Linked DNA regions of Zea mays: region 1 is linked to region 2. A link is a contact called in public Hi-C data. All regions are on one chromosome and are shown on one strand. Each heading gives the region's core, a stretch centred on a gene start, on an enhancer-like site or on the middle of the called end of the contact. The rest is flanking DNA. Distances are from core to core; before and after follow the strand shown.

Region 1 (2,700 bases), core at 38-2,537, 410 kb after region 2:
TATAGCACTAGAAGAACCACAAACACCTGAAAGAAAAATCCGAAGAATGACCCTAGCCTGCACTAATCAGGTTAGTCCTAGCCCCTGACCTATGACAATTCCTGAAGCTTTCGACCTCCAAGCCAAGGCCCCAAATTCTCATCTCCTCCAATATAAAATACAGATAGCCATTGAGAGAGGGGGGAAGCGCCATAAAAGACACACTTGTTTCTGTGAATCCATAATGTTCAAGCACCTAAATGACAGCACTGTCAAATCCCTTCTTGCTAGCCTTATCAATCTTCTGGCTGGACGCAATTAACAAGCAGCATACTGTGTGTTGTAATGTCATTTGAATCAAGTCAATTGTTCACACTTACTCACCCAATGCTCTGCATTCTATTTGAATCAAGGCTTCGTTCATGCTTACAATCAACTCAAACAGATATTCCATATCCCATCAGGGAAATATATCATCCAGAGTATAACCCAAATCTCCTTAATACGATGCATGATTGTGTGCAGAATGTTCGCAAAGAGAATGTCCAATTAAAATTACATCCAAAAACAACTAAATCTCAAGACTAAGCACCAACAAGGAAAAATAGCATTCAGGCATAGAACTTACGATCCAGTTGCGGGTCTTGGCAAGACGGCGGGCAAGCGCGTGGATGCAGTAGGCGACATCTGCCCGAGGCCTGGTGATGGACGTCGCTGCAACAACCCCTGTGATACCACCACGCAACAATCAACCATCATTAAACACTGCACGAACCCAAAAGCACGCACGCCCTTCCCTCCCCCCTTCAGAGCCTCCCCTCGCCACTTATAGGCACGATCTAATTCCGCCCGCCCCCAATAGAAAAACACTAAATTAGGCCGAAGCCTAGATACGCGGAAACACGGGGTATAAGAACAAATCAACGCACTGCGCAGGTGTCGCTCCTTAGGCGGGCACTCCACGTGGTTAGTCGCCTTCACGATCGCCACATCCAGATCCTACAAAAGCGAGTAGACGCCAATCAAAACCAGCAGATCCGAGCATGCTCCCGCGCCGCAGCACACCACTGGAGACTAGGGTTTGAAGGAACTGCCCAAACATAGGTCGGAAAAAATCCGGGAAAATCGGGGGGAAAGATACCGGATCGAAGGCACACCTTGAAGTCGGAGTTGAGATTGGCGATGCTAACGGTGGTGGTGTCCTTGATGGCGCCGTAGGCCTTGCGCCAGCTCTGCATCGACGCCATTTCCTCGGCGGGCCGCTTCGTCCACCTCGCCGGCCGGTGTTCTCCTCTTTGGCTCTTTTTTCTAATGTATTTCTGGACAGACTGGACTTGTTCTGGTTCCGGGGGACGCGTTAGGGCTTGTTTGGGGTTTTTTCTATTTCATCCTCAGGGCGGTTTTGCTGGCGTGTAAAATTTCGCCGACGGGAGGAGATTAAAAAAATAAAAATGAACAAGGCGTGGCTGCCTTTTTGCCGTTTTGCGAAGTTGCCTTGCCTACGAGTACGAGAGCGGGTGCGGCTCGACCGCTCGACCGCTCGAGGGCGGTTTACGAGCGGAAGGTTCGAGGCTTGAGGAAGGCGACGCCCGACGCCTATTCGCATTAAAAAAAAACTCCTTTGAACTAACATAAAATGTTTTTCCCTTTATGGCATGGCATTCAACGCTGATGGCTGTTTGTTCCTGACTAAATTTTAGTTCATAACATCAAACATTCAAATAACAAATCAATCTGATTGGTAAGACAAAATATATTAGCTTATTATACATCCATTTTAAACATTTACTTTTTTTCTTCTTGCATGTTAAGCACATGGTCACCTATGGCTATCATTATTCTTTTCATGATAGACCAACTCGCTAAACATTCAGGTGTGGACTTAGATCTATCTTTTATTCACAACGCGTAGAACAAAGATCAGTTCTCTGATTGTCGTGATTATCAAAAACCATACGTGTACACGATAGTTTCAGTGTATGCTCCAAAGAAATACACGGACGAATCCAAAGAAGTGAAGTGTCTCATGTGGAAAAAAACGTATTCTATGGCCTCATGCCTCTGTGTCAGAACGGACAGATAAAATCTCGTCCCGATCTGTACCGTTTTCTATATTTGATTCGACCGTTTTTGTATATTAAAAAATATGAAAACGGGACAGAAACGGAAGAGAGTTTATTCCGTCCGTTTTTGCGGGATCCTGTTTTTATCCGGATTTTATCCGTATTTATTCTGTATTTGATAAATATGGGACGAGCCTAATATGCATAGTATATAAACTAAAGTCTCGTGTCTTTAGGTGACAAATTATAACACCAGTGGCCATTGTAATCATCGGCTCTTTTCAATGACAAATGGTTTAAAGTCTTAAACAATATCGGATGTAACTAAATGTACACCATTAGCAATCAAACAACAATAGAATGTTGCGTCTCTATATCTATTTGTTTTATGTTATTGTTCTTCTAATCAAATACTAGTCAAACATCAATATCATTTTTATTTTTTATTTATATTAAATTATAAGTTTTTGTTAGTATTTCTGTTTTTGTTCGTTTTCTCAATTTCGTTTATCTCGCTCACGTTTCCGTTTCCAACTATTCCGGATATGAAAACGGGAGAGAAGTTTTCCGTCGGTTTTCATCCCTATGGGTGTCATCAGGCACTCCGATCGTACGAACAGACGCCTTCTCGCGTCGACCAATGAAACGGTGTTGGGAT
Region 2 (2,700 bases), core at 169-2,668:
CTCTAGGGAAGTGTGGTTTAGGATTTTCTCCATGGTTAATCTGCGGCATTTCTCCGCCACAAGGGCTGATTTGGTTTTCCAAGATTGGTGGGCTAATTTGGAGGGCAAGGTCCCTCATGTGCTGTGCAAAGGGATTAACTCCCTTGTGATGTTGGTGGCATGGTGGCTTTGGAAGCAGCGGAATAAATGTGTGTTTGAAGGGGATGCTCCTAGTGGCAACCAAATTATACAGAACATCAAAGATGATGCTCAGAGGTTGTGTCTGGCAGGTGCCAAAGATTTGTGCACCATCTGGCCTTAGTTTAGGGGCAGTTGTTGACGTCTTTTGGCTGTCTTCTATAAAATGTTTATGTGTATTTTTGTTTCTGGCCACCGTAAGGTGGGTTTTCCTTTTTCTTTTGCTTTTTACACTATACTCTGGTCTTCTTTAGACCATTGTTGTTTCTTCTATCTTCTTAATATATTTAATGCGAAGTTCTACTGCTCGTTTTAGAAAAAAAAAGATATAAAGGCACACAAAACACGACAGAAGAGATGGAAGGAATCCTCCAACCCTAACAGAATGATACTGCCTCTGTTCCAAATTATAAGATGTTTTGGTATTTTCTAATCGATAGCTTTTGCTATACACTATGTCTAGATGCATAGTAAAAAGAGTGTATCTAAAAAAAGTCAAAACATCTTATAATTTGGAACGAAGAGAGTACCAGATATGAACATGGCACACACAACACGACAAGGTATGAAAGGAACACGAGCCTCAAAATTACTCTCAGGAAGCTTGCATGAGCAGCTTCAAATAACAACACTCCAGCTCATCTCTAAAGCTCGCAAAACCACTAAATTTTCCCCGTTATTCAGTAATTTTCATCGTTTGGACTTTGAACCAGAACAATGACAAAGGTATTCAAAACATCAACTGCTCAGTCTAGAGTGCTAAACTAGATTGGGCGCAGGTCTCCTTGTGCTTTCTCAGACAACTAAACCAGTAGGGAATGAATCCGAGCGAGGCATTAAGCATAAGAACAGGGATCAGGATGAGTAAGTAATCAAACAACTCATCACAAAGGGGAATCGCAGACCGCAGCCCATCAGATACGTGATCTTCCCACTAAAACAGAACTTAAACCCTAAGATTCAAACACAGACAGAAGGCCACAGATCCTCGCAACCAAGAATAAATGGAAATCACAGCGCCAATCTCACCATCTTGCGCGCGCGCAGCCGAGAGATCGCAAGGCTCTGAGCTCCGAACCTCACTTGAGCGGGGACGGCGTCCACGGTGTGCTCTGGCAGAAAACAGCGAATCGAGCTTCTTCTTTTCCGCGTGTGTGCAACGCCGAACCCCAACGTCTTATCTCAACCATCCGATCTGAAGTCCCTTCTCCACGCCGTCCGATCGGAACATCGACATCCCTTATTCCTTTGGTGAGAGCCGTGATGCCAATGTGTACATACCTGTCGTCGGTTAGTTATCCATATACGCACGGAGTATAAAATCTACCTATACTCATATACTCATACTTGTATGGGTAATTTTATCCGTCGGATAACCTAGTACCCGCTAAGAAGATATCAAATTATAATATTTTGATTATTCAAAATATCAAATAAATATAAAAAATAAGTTTATCTTAAAATATAACAAACCATATAATTATATAACTTGATAGTAAATAAACAATAGTCAAAGAAGGTTTTTATTTTAACTAAGATAGATTTTATTAGATAATAATAATAATAATAATATACATATATATTCTATACATGGTATGCGAGTATGGATAGTATCCACCTGTATCCGTTACCTAATGGGTAGAGATTGTTGTCTACTAATGTACCTGTGGTATAAAAGTTATCTTATAGCCGCTTATATATCGGGTAAAACACGTTCCGGTTTTGGTACCCATTACCATCTGATATTGCAGCATCTCGCTGGCCTACAGGTGGGCCCAAAGGTACCTCTCTCTCCACAGTCCACACCTTCTCTATCTTTTTTTCTATTCCCATTTCCATTCTCGCACCGCATCCACCGCGCCGCCGCGAGAGAGGGTGAGTACTGAGGAGGAGGGTTTCCGATGGAGAACGGCGAGGATACGTTCGCCTCCCCCACCGCCGCCGCCGCGGACTTCTCCACCAACGGCGGGGACGGCACGCCCAAGCTCCACGACGCGGCGGACGAGATCGAGTCCCTCCGCGCGGCGAAGCGCGACCTGGAGGAGAAGCTCGATGCCGTGCGCCACGAGAACCAGTTCCTGTCCTCCGAGTCCCGCCGCCTTGAGGTTCTCGTGTCCCAGGCCCGCGAGGAGGTCGCCGCCGCCGAGCAAGGTGCTGCCACCAACGAGAGCGAGGCCGCCACGCTCCGCAGCGAGGTCGAGCGCCTCCAGGATCTCCTCGCCGCGGAGAAGGCTAGCCATGAGGAGGAGATGCGCAGGGGTGCACGGCTCGGGGACCAGCTGCAGACCGCGTACCAGGAGAAGGCCGCCCTCGAGGAGGAGATCGAGACCCTGAAGGGTTCCGCCACTGCCGAGGGCAAGGGCGTGGAAGAGGGATGTGATTCTATTGCTGCCAGGGCCGGGACGCCTAAGGATCAGGGCGTGGTGCCTCCCGCACTGGTGGCTGCCGCGGCTGCTGGAGCAGCTGCCACGGCTGGCATCGCAGTGGTCTTGTTCAACCTCAAGAGGTAATCTGGTGGTCCGT

Evidence for each region. A called contact is a pair of places that touch in the nucleus more often than the background predicts.
Region 1: a contact with region 2 is called in a Hi-C map of tassel, with 4 times the contacts expected there. The contact joins the promoter of LOC100279280 here to the promoter of LOC103635288 in region 2. A contact is called at or near these places in 4 of 25 Hi-C or Micro-C datasets (ear, endosperm, leaf and 1 more).

The regions. Positions count from the first base shown.
Region 1 is chr8:65,328,546-65,331,245 of Zm-B73-REFERENCE-NAM-5.0, forward strand. LOC100279280 reads right to left here and starts at 1,288. Exons shown (of 15, transcript NM_001152301.1): 1 at 1,137-1,288; 2 at 909-978; 3 at 608-705. The coding sequence starts at 1,226.
Region 2 is chr8:64,921,441-64,924,140 of Zm-B73-REFERENCE-NAM-5.0, forward strand. LOC103635288 (programmed cell death protein 5) reads right to left here and starts at 1,419. Exons shown (of 7, transcript NM_001352153.1): 1 at 1,207-1,419. The coding sequence starts at 1,209. LOC100191935 (VIP1 protein) reads left to right here and starts at 2,049. Exons shown (of 1, transcript NM_001137359.1): 1 at 2,049-2,700. The coding sequence starts at 2,079. The coding sequence ends at 2,687.